Regions from separate parts of the Mus musculus genome. Here region 1 is linked to region 2. The links are chromatin contacts, called in public HiChIP or PLAC-seq maps. All regions are on one chromosome and are shown on one strand. The core of a region is the stretch at or near the end of the contact, and the rest is flanking DNA. Distances in the headings are between cores, read along the strand shown.

The links. HiChIP or PLAC-seq counts read pairs in DNA pulled down with a chosen protein or histone mark.
Region 1: an H3K27ac HiChIP or PLAC-seq map of neural progenitor cells shows a contact between it and region 2, with 3 times the contacts expected there. The contact joins two enhancer-like sites. A contact is called at or near these places in 4 of 39 promoter capture datasets (hematopoietic stem and progenitor cells, liver, second pharyngeal arch cranial neural crest and 1 more), 7 of 484 Hi-C or Micro-C datasets (the G1E-ER4 cell line, brown adipocytes, cerebellar granule neurons and 4 more), 2 of 115 datasets of contacts at active chromatin or transcription factors (astrocytes and neural progenitor cells) and 2 of 9 other capture datasets (adipose tissue and pancreatic islet).

Annotation. Positions count from the first base shown.
Region 1 is chr3:19,214,013-19,220,017 of GRCm38.p6, reverse strand. Mtfr1 (mitochondrial fission regulator 1) reads right to left here. Exons shown (of 8, transcript NM_026182.6): 5 at 4,315-4,547; 6 at 2,595-2,838; 7 at 1,697-1,856; 8 at 1-980. The coding sequence ends at 912. Among named protein-coding and RNA genes, the nearest start is that of Mtfr1, 29 kb to the right of the region's middle. Within about 2 kb of position 3,632, at least 64 of the 459 cell types and tissues checked have an H3K27ac peak or open chromatin away from gene starts, as enhancers often do. A contact at or near this core is called in neural progenitor cells, where this site is marked.
Region 2 is chr3:19,136,870-19,142,914 of GRCm38.p6, reverse strand. All of the region lies in intron 4 of Armc1 (armadillo repeat containing 1), which reads left to right. Among named protein-coding and RNA genes, the nearest start is that of Armc1, 23 kb to the left of the region's middle. Within about 2 kb of position 3,799, at least 42 of the 459 cell types and tissues checked have an H3K27ac peak or open chromatin away from gene starts, as enhancers often do. A contact at or near this core is called in neural progenitor cells, where this site is marked.

The DNA.
Region 1 (6,005 bases), core at 2,383-4,882, 77 kb before region 2:
GGTTCTATAAGAAAGCAGGCTGAGCAGGCCATAGGAAGCAAGCCAGTAAGCAGCAGCCTCCATGGCCTCTGCATCAGCTCCTGGCTCCAGGGCCCTGCCCTGCTTAGTCCCTGCCCTCAATGCTTGTGATGAAGAACTGCTATATGGCACTGTGAGTGACATAAACCATTTCCTCCCCCAAGGTGCTTCTGGCCATGGTGTTTCATCACAGTGATGGTAACCTTAACTAAGACAATTTTTAACTTAGCAACAAATCATCCATCTTTATAGGGCCACTTATTAAACTGATGAGAAAGATGATACATTCTGGCTTTTATTTAAGAAATGATTTAATTCAATAGTTTGATTTGTTACTACTTGAGAAGTTCATTTGCTTCCCAGTAGTGGGTGGTAATGAGGTGTAAATGGCCTTCCTGGTCCTCACTTCCCTCTAACAGAAAGCAACACAGAGACTCAGCAGTAAACATCTTCTGCTGTTTATGTAAACTCAGCTCCAGAAAACAGAAAGTGAGAACATACTCAAGTCCTGTCCGAGGCATTCCCAGCTCCAATAGTGTGCTATAATAACAGTATACCAGCTCTCCATCACTGACTAGTGAACTCTCAGTGAAGAGGAAGATAACAGTGTCCTCTCTGATGCCATTCATGGTGAAATGTGTGCACAGATTTTAGTGTTAAGAACAGAACATGCACATAGTACATGTGTGTTAGGGAGAGCTCCAGAGCTGACCTCTCAGAAGCCAGACCTCCTGCTGCTTTCACTGCTTCTTACTCCTCTAGTTGGGCTCAGAAGGAAGGAGACCAATGAACACTACAGCAAGGAATTTACTAAATACTGGTGATTTCTCCTAGACAAACTCAGCTCTGCAAGCCAACTGGTGAACCAGGAGTCTTTCTGAATTCATTGTCCATTAGGAGTCGGGAACATTTTCAATTAAAGCCTTCATTTTCCCTGTAGACTTCAATATATGTGGGCCAAACTGGAAAAGAAAAAAAAAAAAATCCAAAGCATGGAATAAGTCAGCAAGTATCTTCATGCAAACAACAGGCAGGAAGGAGTTCCTATTCGTGTGGTCTACTCAGTCTCTGTGTGGTGCAGCATATACCTCACAAGCCTATGTCAGATCTCACTGGGAAAACTCACCAGGCACCCCTAGGAGAAAATGATCCTGTCTAATTTTGAGTAAATCTTTTAAAATCTGAATACAAACACTATACTTTATCATAATGAAAATTATTATTAGATTGAGTTTCACTTCATTATACCTAAAGACAAAAATAAAACCCTGCAGGGAAAATTTAACATTGGAAAGTGAAACCCAGGGTTAAACTCTGCTTTTTTTCACTTAGGTTTCTCTGTAAGTTTTGGATTTCCAAACAAACTAAGTTTTACAGTGAGAAAAGTAGAAATACAAACAAACATGTCATCCTTGCTGGTCACAATGGCACAACTACTTTAATCCCAGCATCAGAGGTAGAGGTAGCAAGATCAGGATTTAAGCCAACCCTGCTACACACCTAGTTTAAGTCCACGCTGGATTTCCTAAGTCCCAGTTTCAAACAAAAGATCAATGATCCTTACCCGCCCAGCTAGCTACAATCTCCATATTGGTACAGAGTCCAGCAGCATCCAGCAGGAGACACAAGTCAATGGCTTAGATATGGATCTCCACCTAACATGCTACTTACTACTCACCAGGGCTGGCTCTGAGGTGGCCTCTGACTCTGGCTTTGGAATTCCTCTTTCAGTTTCTCCTTGGCTATTGTGTCGATATGCAAACTTCTTTTTCAGAGCCTCTGCTATGAAGGCAGCATGGTCAGTATCCGCTGGCCTGGGTTTTACATCTTTCTCTGACCTTTGAGAAAGGAGCAGAAACCAAGGGGACAGGTCAATATGTGGATGTCCTTCAGAGGGTCTCTGTGGACAACAAACGGTGACTAAGCCACTGCTAGTAGTAGGAGGGACACTTGGACTTTAGAGCTCAACATGAGAGTGCAGAGTCAGATAAAGGGCCACTTAGGACAAGTCAGGGCTGCATCTTCCGGAAGTACCCAGTGATTCCAGGAGAGCCTGGGGGCATGCATCCTCTTGAGAGAGCTCAACAAGTGAGGGTGCCAGGCACCAAGACGGATGACCTCAGTTCAATCCCCAGGACTCACACTGAAGGCAAGGATTCAATCACAAGTCGTCTTCTGACCTTCCCACACATACTGAACCTTTTCTTAAAACAGGTAACCTTTTTAAGAAATGAGTTGGGCGTTAGTGGTCCATGCCTTGAATCCCAGCACTCTGGAAGCAGAGGTAGGTGGATCTCTGACTGTGAGGAAACAGAGTGAGTTTCCAGGAAAGGCAGGGGCTATACAGGAAAAAGAAAAAAAAAAAAAAAAAAAAAACTGTCTGGGGAATAAAAAACCAAAAAAACAAATGAGTCCACACAAGAGGATGACACTTGGTGGAATTGAGGAGCCATTCCCTGCCCTTGGCTATTCTGTGTAGAGGAGCTCTTAGAGCTGCAGACATTTCTCGAAGGGAAAATGGTTCAGCACTCATGTTATAAACCTGAGACTCCTAGTATTCAACGTGGGAGCCTCACCTCTTGACTGACCGTAGCTTCACACTGTTCATGTCTTTAAGGATCTCAAGCATATTTGGCATGTCAGGCTTCTTTGGGTGGCCCGTAGCCAAAGTCTTTCCAGCACTGAGTCTCTGCTCTCTTCTTTCTTTAATCAGATCAAGAGCAGACGTACTTTGGTGGAGTACCAACGGAAGGGGAGGGGGAGGAGGAGGAGGTGGTGGTGGTGGTGCTACAGTAACAGATGTGGAAGAATCTAAGCAACCTACAAAAGAAGCAAACAAGTTACTCTTTCTGGTAAGAGGCAAGAAAACATCGTGACAGACTTGTGTATCCCTAAAAGCAATGTCCTTAAAAAGAGTCTAGAGGGAAAATGCAATTCAGCTACTAAGAAAGGTCTGACTCTGAACCCAAACTCATCCCATGCAAATGAACACAGATGTTTTTAACGTTTAGACACACTTGTTTGTGGAGAGCAGCATAACCACTCTTAGCAGAAATATAAAGCAGTCTATACTCATACACATCTGTCCTCAATACATACTAGGCAGTTCAGCACTATCACAAGTATCACGAACACGTGACCATGCCAGCTGTTTATATGCCTATAATCCCTGCACTTGGGAGAACAAAGCGGCAGGATCACCAAATTCAAGGCCAACCTGATCTACATAAGGAATTCCAGGTCACTCAGATACAAAGAAAAACCTTGTCCCACAAAACAGTATCACACTTAATTTTCAAAGAAAAAAGTAAGTGTTAAAGAAATAAAATCCCTAATATTTACCCTTTTTGCCTAATCAAAGTTGGCTGTCTCTACTGCAGAACTATACAAATGAGAGCTTGGGGAAATCGTAACGTCACAACAGTTTTCCCCGGAGTACTCAGACCATAAGACAACAAAACAAACTGCAGAGTTATCTCCTATTTATGGTAGTTTCCCTAGTCTACCAGCAGAGGGAAGTAAAGAAAACAGTTTCAAGTTAATAGACAACAAGCCAGAACCTGCTATGCAAAGCACATGTCTATGCAAATCACTGAGATCACCCCTCCCCTTCTAGTGCCCAGTGCCCAAAGCACCATAAGCAACAGGATTCAGACACTGGGCACCTACGTGTCTCTCCAGGACCGTGAAATAACAGGAAAAACAACCACTACTTTCCAACAGACTACCAGGCTAGGATTTCAAGGCCATAGTTTCTTCTCCATGGGAAAAAATGTGCCACACAAATTAAACCAAGAGGATTAGATGAAATCCTGACTGGTTTCTACTCTACAAGAGAAAGAAAAGGGTCATTAGGTACCTGCTGTGTGTTTATTTATTACTTTCTATACATAATGCCACAGGGACTTGGTAATACAAGGACCGTTATACCCAATTTAGAGCAGGAAAGGAAAGTGGACCATCAGATGTTTACCTCAGGCCCTGCATGTGTAAATAGCTTCTCACAAGTCCTACCCAGAAACAGTTCCTTTCACCAGACACAAAGTCACGTTACATCCTCGTGTCTGAGAGGAGTGGTTATCAGATGGGGGAATCTAAACTTCCCATAAAGCAGCCATTCACAACAGCCCACTTCAAATGCAGGCATTTCAGAGTTTGCCAAGCAGATTTTTTTCCCTACTCTTCTCAAATTAAAGTCACACAGACATCATCGGGTTTTGTGCTGTCTTAGGCAAGACTAGAGAAGACACAGCTTGCACTGTCCAGTCACAACAAGCCACTTCAGGGGCCACATACCTGCACTTGGACTCTGTTGCTCCTGCAGGGTCACAATCTTGGCAATCTGAGCTCTAAGGGCAGCAAGCTCATTCTCAAGGGCAGAGATCTTCTGCAGGGCCTCCTCGCTGGCCAGCGTCCTCTCTGGAGAAGGCTTGTCTTGAGACAGGCTTGGGAAGGAAGTGTGCCTGCTTGGGGGCTTCTCAAAGCAAGGAGGGTCATCCTCATGAGGAGGCTTGGAACTGACTTCTGCCCTGCAAGGAAAGCATAAAGGTGGCCATCACAGGCTGTGAAGGAGACCTGAATAGACAGACACCTACACACTGCTCATCAGGGTATCACACAAGTCACTATTCCCCAGCTGTATGCCAGCACTGCCCCACTCCTTTCCTGTCTACAGAGCCTGTTGCTCCTCCACCACTGTCAAGAGGAAAGGCTGCCGATTGGTTTTGTTTTGTTTTCTTTTGTTTTTGTCTTCACCTAAAAAATTTCATCTTCCAAATTGCAATCTAATCATAACCACCGGGAAGCTCAAACCGAGAATGTCTGAGCCCTTCTGTAGGGTCCTGGCTTTGCCTTCTAGTACCAGCAATTCCTGTGTTTGACTAAGCACATCAAACAAGAAATATGGGAACCATGTAATCCAACCACATCCCAGAAGCCGAAAGGAGAGGGGAATCGTTAATGTCATTTCTCTCAAGCCCACACTGTCAAAGTCTGAACACTGGAAACACTGCTCCCTGAAGTCGGACATGCCAGTCGCTGGGAATGCTTCAAAATGCAAGAATTCTTCATGAGTACAGGAAGTAATCATAATTCCTAGTATGAAGATCACTAATTCAAAGTAGCCTGGACTGCACAGTACGCTGGACACTAACCTAAGCTACTCTAAAAAGCAGAAACAACTGCCCTGTGCCTGGAATAAGGACTTTAGTGTCCAGTTTCTTTTGCAGTTTAGGGAACATGTGGCTGAGCAGGTTAATAAAGCCTCAGACCTATTAGTCAGCAACTGAAGCCACTTAAGCCTCAGCCGCCTTCTGCGTGCTGAGTGAGGCCAGTGCAGTGCAGTGTGGCATTTCAGTGAAAGCAGGTAAAGGGGCAGCACACAGTGAGGACACTCGGGCTGGCTATCAATTCCAGCTATACTTACAAGTTTCTGAGAAAACAAAGAATTGGCAAGAAAAGGGGACATCCACATTTTAATCATTGTCCTCATAGCTTCTCTGTCACATGCAATCAGACTTTTTTGTTTCTGTTTTTGAGGAATGGCTTCACTCACTCTGCAGCTCTGGCTTCTTTAAAACTCTCTAGGCAGTAGCCTCGCTTTCTACCCACAACCCCAGTTCTGGGATTGCATGCAGAACAACCACACTGTTCCACCCAACCAAATGTTATTAATCACAGTATCAATTAAGCCCTTTAACAATTCAACTTTCACTTAACTTGACACTGCTGTTTACTTTGCTTGAGAGCTGTATAAATGACTTGGCTTTTGACTAGGGAAATGAATCTAGGTGTTTTGTTCAAATCTCTTTATACTTTAAGTTGTTAGAATGTTTGCAAGTTGCCTTTTCACCTGTAAGATTGGGAATGGAAAAACTTCAATAATAAATGTTGTGGGTTGCTCTGATGCTGTTTGTATTCTGATATTAATTCTGCTTCCTCAAGAGAGGTTGCCCCCAAGGAAAAGTCAAACACAGGTATTCCAGTGA
Region 2 (6,045 bases), core at 2,550-5,049:
CCTCCATGTGTACTCTTCAGTTGGTAGTTTAGTCGCTGGGAGCTCTGGGTGTACTGGTTGGTTCATATTGTTGTTCCTCCTATGGGGCTGCAAACCCATTCAGTTCCTTGGGTTCTATCTCTAGTTCCTACATTGGAGACCCTCAGTCCAGTGGTTGGCTCAGAGCATCCACCTCTGTATTTGTCAGGCACTGGTAGAACCCCTCAGGAGACAGCTATATCAAGCTCCTATCAGCAAGGACTTGTTGGTATCCATAATAGTGTCTGGGTTTGGTGACTGTATGTGGAATGGATCCCCAAGTGGGGCAGTCTCTGGATGGCCTTTCCTTCATTCTCTGCTCTACACTTTGTTTCTGTATCTCCTCCCATGGGTATTGTGTTCCCCCTTCTAAGGAAGACTGAAGTATCCAATCCACACTTTGATCTTCCTTCATGAGCTTCATGTAGTATGTGAATTGTATCTTGTTTATTCCGAGCTTCTGGGCTAATATCCACTTATCAGTGAGTGCATACCATGTGTGTTCTTTTGTGATTGGGTTACCTCACTCAGGATGGTATTTTCTAGTTCCATCCATTTGCCTCAGAATTTCATGAAGTCATTGTTTTTAATAGCTGAACAGCACTCCATTGTGTAAATGTACCACATTTTCTGTATCCATTCCTCTGTTGAGGGACATCTGGGTTCTTTCCAGCTTCTGGCTATTATAAATAAGGCTGCTATGAACATAGTGGAGCATGTGTCCTTATTACAAGTTGGAGCATCTTCTGGGTATATGCCCAGGAGTGGTATTGCTGGATCTTCCAGTAGAACTATGTCCAATTTTCTGAGGAACCGCCAGACTGATTTCCAGAGTGGTTGTACCAGCCTGCAATCCCACCAACAATGGAGGAGTGTGCCTCTTTTTTTTTTATTATTATTATTAGGTATTTTCCTCATTTACATTTTCAATGCTATCCCAAAAGTCCCCTATACCCACCCCCCCAATCCCCTACCCACCCACTCCCCCTTTTTGGCCCTGGTGTTCCCCTGTACTGGGGCATATAACGTTTGCAAGTCCAGTGGGCCTCTCTTTCCAGTGATGGCCGACTAGGCCATTGTTTGATACATATGCAGCTAGAGACAAGAGCTCCGGGGTACTGGTTAGTTCATATTGTTGTTCCACCTATAGGGTTGCAGTTCCCTTTAGCTCCTTGGGTAATTTCTCTACTGTCTTAATCCACATCCTAGCCAGCATCTGCTGTCACCTGAGTTTTTGATCTTAGCCTTTCTGACTGGTGTGAGGTGGAATCTCAGGGTTGTTTTGATTTGCATTTCCTTGATGACTAAGGATGTTGAACATTTCTTTACAGACCTTATTTTTAAATATCAATGTGATGCTCAAAAAGGTTTGGAGTTGGAAAGTAAAATTTTATTTTTGATTAATAAATTTTCTCTGCTCATGAAATAAGCCAATTCAGGCCAAATTACAGATATAAAAGCAGCTCTTGACAGGTTCACTGAAATGGGGCCAGGAAAAAATCACTATATAGACGGGGGGAGGGGGGGACAGACAGAGAGGGATGGAGAAGGATGGGGTGGGGTGGGGGAGAGAGCGAGCTAGAGAGAGCTCAAAAAGAAGAGGAACCTAGGGAGGGATGGAGAGGAAAACGGAGATGGAGAGATGGGTCTGGGGTGACTGGAGGGCCCTTTTTGTACACGTCACACACCTGGTTCACACACCTGGTACAGGCAGGTGATGATGCAGTCCGTTGCTAGGTCCTTGAGAACAAGCCAGTGGACTAGCCTGTGTGTTAACGGGGTAAGTGTTATGGGTCCCTGGTTTGAAGCCCAACACAGATTTCTAAACCTTATTTTATACGTATGGTTCCCAAGACCAGACAAAAGATACTTAACCTTTCATAACGTTTTATTTTTATAAGGTTTGGCAGTAATATTTCCTTCTTTATTCCCAAGTTTAGTTGTTGGCTTTTTCTTGGAAGTTAAAGGTTTATCAGTTTCATTGACCTTTTCAAAGACCCAAATGTTGTATTACACTTATTACCGTTTAAGTTGGGGGTGCACATGTGACCGTGAGCGGAGGCTGCTTCTCTTGAGCCTGTCCTAGGACCAAGCCCTGGCCTCAGACCTGGTAGCAGGCTCTCTTAAGCTCATCCTGCTCTCATTAGTTCTGTGGGTTTGGACTTTTTGCTTTGTTTTTTGATTTCGCTTGTTTGTTTTGCTTGTTTTGAGATTTGGTCTCACTTTGTATCCAGTTTGATCTTGAACTCAGGCAGTTGTGCCTCAGCCTCAGGAATGCTGTGTGCTCTAGTTATAGGAATGTGCTGCTATGCTGGGACTGAGAACCAACTTTTTAAAGGACACCAAGGTTTTATTGAGAAATAAAGTTAACAGTTCTTAGCAGCAGGGAGTAGTCCCCAAAATGTGCCAAGAGCCGCCTTTTGAGAAAGATTTTTCTCATTTAAGAACTTTTTTCATGCTCTCAATCTGTTATTCTGTCTAGCTGCTTCAAAGCAACTATTTACTTTCTTCTTCTCTTCCCTTTCCTCCCATCCCCTTCCCCCTCCATGTATCCACCTCCTTCCTCCCTCTTCCTCCTCCAGTTCCTCCCTCCCCCTCTCTCCTTCCTTGTTCACTTTCTTCCAGCCCCTTCTTTCCCCCTCCACTTTTCCCAGCCCTTGCCTCTCTGCCTACCCACTTTCTCCCATCCCCCTCCTCCTCTACTTTCTTGCCTGACTTTTACCTCTCTTCCCCTCCCCCCTCCCAACAGTTCTATAGCCTTCATTATTGCAACTTGAACAGTCAACTTTCCAACTTGATTTTCATATGTTCCAAAGCCCTCCTCTTACTTTTGTTTAAAATGGTTTTATTTTTGATGGATGTGGACTCCATGTTGACTTTCTTCTACTGCACTTTGAAATAGCCATACACCATGTTGTGTTCAGAATCCTGCTGTCATTTGTCTTGTCTTCCTCCCTCCTCTTGCTCCCGCACTGCCTGCTCCTCAGTTGTTCACGTCCTTACTGGCTTGACTGATGTGGATGTCCCTTTCCTGGGCCAAGGCAGAGCAGCCTTGCCCAGCCAGCTTTAGGGCACACAGCGTCTCAGATGATAGGGTTGTGCTCTGGAATCTGAGTTTGAAGCTCTCCTGCTAGCAGGAGCCCAGTCTTTTCTTTGTGTGTTTTTCTGTTTCCATTTTATCTAGCTTCTTGGCTTTGTGAATTTAAATTTGTGGCAGATTTGTATGGATTTTCCCATCATATCTTCAAAACAAAATTTTCTCCCTTTTTCCTGGATCTGTCAGGGATTCTTAATTATGTGCTGTCTGCCACTTGAGATTTCTTCAAGTTCACTGGGGTCCTGTTTACTTCATCCCTTCTCTTACACTTAGGATAGATCCTGTTTCTGTGTTCCTTAATATCTTCGCTGAGTGCTGAGTTTGTTATTATCCTTCCCCAGTATGTCTTATAAACATCGTTTTCACAGTGTATTTTCACGTTTTGACTTAGATATTTTATGATGTCACCATTGCACATTTACACTCTATCTTCTTGAACGTAGAAACATTTTAGGAAAATTGTTAATGCCCCTGTGCACTAACTCCACCACTTGTATTGTTTCTGAATATATTGGCTTTTCTAGTTTAGTGTAGTGTTTGTTTGCTTCTTTTGAATGTCTGGTGGCAGATATTTTGTGCTTTGTGGAACACAGAATTCATTTGTATGCACAGCCTGTAATTGCTCCTCAGCTCTATTCTGTTTTGTTTGGGTTTTCAAGACAGAGTCTCTCTGTAAATCCCTGTCTGTCCTGGAACTCCCTCTGTAGACCAGGCTGCTACCCTGCCTCCTGAGAACTGGAACTAAAGCTGTGCCCCACTATCCCTGCTCAGCTTTATTGTGTACCGACTGCTGCTTGTTAGTGGTTGGGTCTTGAGCTCTGGTTTAAAGTTTTACTATGTAGGACCATGCTTTTCAACCTAGGGATAAGTTTGGTACACTGCTGAGGCAATGTTCTTCCCACCCTGTGGACTTACAGTTATTGTCTAGTGTAGTCCGTGAGGATATGATGCATTGCTAACCTAGTGTGAGCCGATAGAGTTGTTCTTTCTGCTCCTCCCCAGCAGAGTTTTGCTCAGTCTCAGGTTCCTTCCTAGCATCCATGCACTGACCATCAGTCAGCTCGCAGTGACCACTGCACACCTGACTCTGGAGACAGTGGCTGTCTCTCTGTGTGGCTCCTTCCTCTTTTGTCCTTCTCTCATTCTTAATTTGCTTTGCCCTGAGAATTATATTTGCTTTATTTTACGTCCCTTAACTTGGTCCTGAATTCAGGGAGGCTTCCGAGTTCTGGTTGGTTTCTGTTAGATTTTTTTGTTGCTATGTCAAACTACTTAACAGAAACAACTCAAGAAAGGAGTTGCTTATTTTGGCTTATAGCTTTTAGTTCATGATTCCTGAGCCTTGAGGCTTTGGGCCTGAAATATGCTGTGACAATGTCTGTGGATAGGGCTAGGGCGGTAGAGGTGGCTGGCTACCCTAGAAGTGGGAGTATCTGCAGGGGCTTTCTTCTATTCCATTTTTCTTCTGTCTGGGGCTGCAGCGTAAGGGATGCCCTCACAGACAACATACTAGAGATGTTCTTACTGGGAGTGTTTTGTGTACATGTGTACAGAGTTCATGGAGGCTGGAAGAGAGTGTTGGATCCTCTAGAAGTGAAGGCACAGACGGTTGTGAGCTGCCATGTGGATTCTGGGACTTGAACCTACTTATTTTGGAAGAGCAGCCAGTGCTCTTATTTAACCCTTGAGCTGTTTCTCTGGCCACAAGCTATGCTCTCCTAATCTCCTGCTCATTTCCCAGTTCTGTCCAGTTGACAGCCAAGATTAGCATCAGTTTCATTTTGCTCATCTCAGTTTCTTCTTTCAGAGATGTTACTTTTCCAGTATCTAAGCATCAGGAGGTTTTTTTTTCAATAATATTTTGTATTTCAAATTGTTTAATTGTTTTTATAAAGACAATTCATAACGTTTCACTTTATTTGGGGGCTCAAACATAAGGTTTTAAGGTTTAGTAAATAAGTATGTGTGTATTAGGGGGTGCTTCTACAGTCTTTATTTACTGTGACAGGACCAAATATGTTAACAAATAACTTACTGAAACTGAGCTACAAAAGCCCAAAACATTTCTAGAAAATTCTAGAAATTTTCTGATAAATGAAAATTGGTTAAGTGGAATACATTAATATACATAAAATATCTCCAGTGAATCCTGTTGATTATGTTGAGTATGGGAAACAGTTACTTTTCAAAGTTAACACAAAAATCCCAAAGGGGTAAGGTTCAGCACATGAGAATATTTGGTGTGCAATCATGAGGACCTGAGTTGTATCCTCTGCATACATGAGTGCACATATGCAAATACATACATGTTTCCCACCCTCCTCTCTCATATATACCACACACTCAAACTTAACTGCTCACAAATATAGGCCAATATACAGTAATTGTGACTGTGTTTGCCAAAATCTGAAATACAGCCGAATTGATGAGGATAGTCTCCTGAAGGTCAAAGCAAAAGGCAGTTTCTTAATTACAGGCACTGGATAGCGATAATGAGAAAAGACAAATCGAATAAGATGTGTTGAAGTGGGAGATGGGAGAATTAGCACCCTGCTTTAAAGTATAAAGGTCATGTGTAAAGGTATCTATTACCCTCCTGTTGTAATTATTCTCTTGAAACTTCCTGCCTCTGTCAGTCCTAGTCCTGGGAGCTTCTAGCCTCTGTACAATCGGATCTAGGCCTAGAATATTTTCAGCCTCTGAGACTTACTGCTGAACTGTCGCACCCTTTCTTATTCTTTCAGTACTCTGCCTAGCTGGATGAACTCAGCTGTTCTGTCTTAAACTCCTCTCCTAACTGACTCGTTCAATCTGGCTCTCTCAGCCTCTCCACCTTTGCTTGGCCTCAAACTAACTCTGGCAATCTGTTCTAATCTTCTGGCTTCTAATCTTCTGTTCTTCTCTGGCTCGTCCTGCCTTCACCTGTGTCT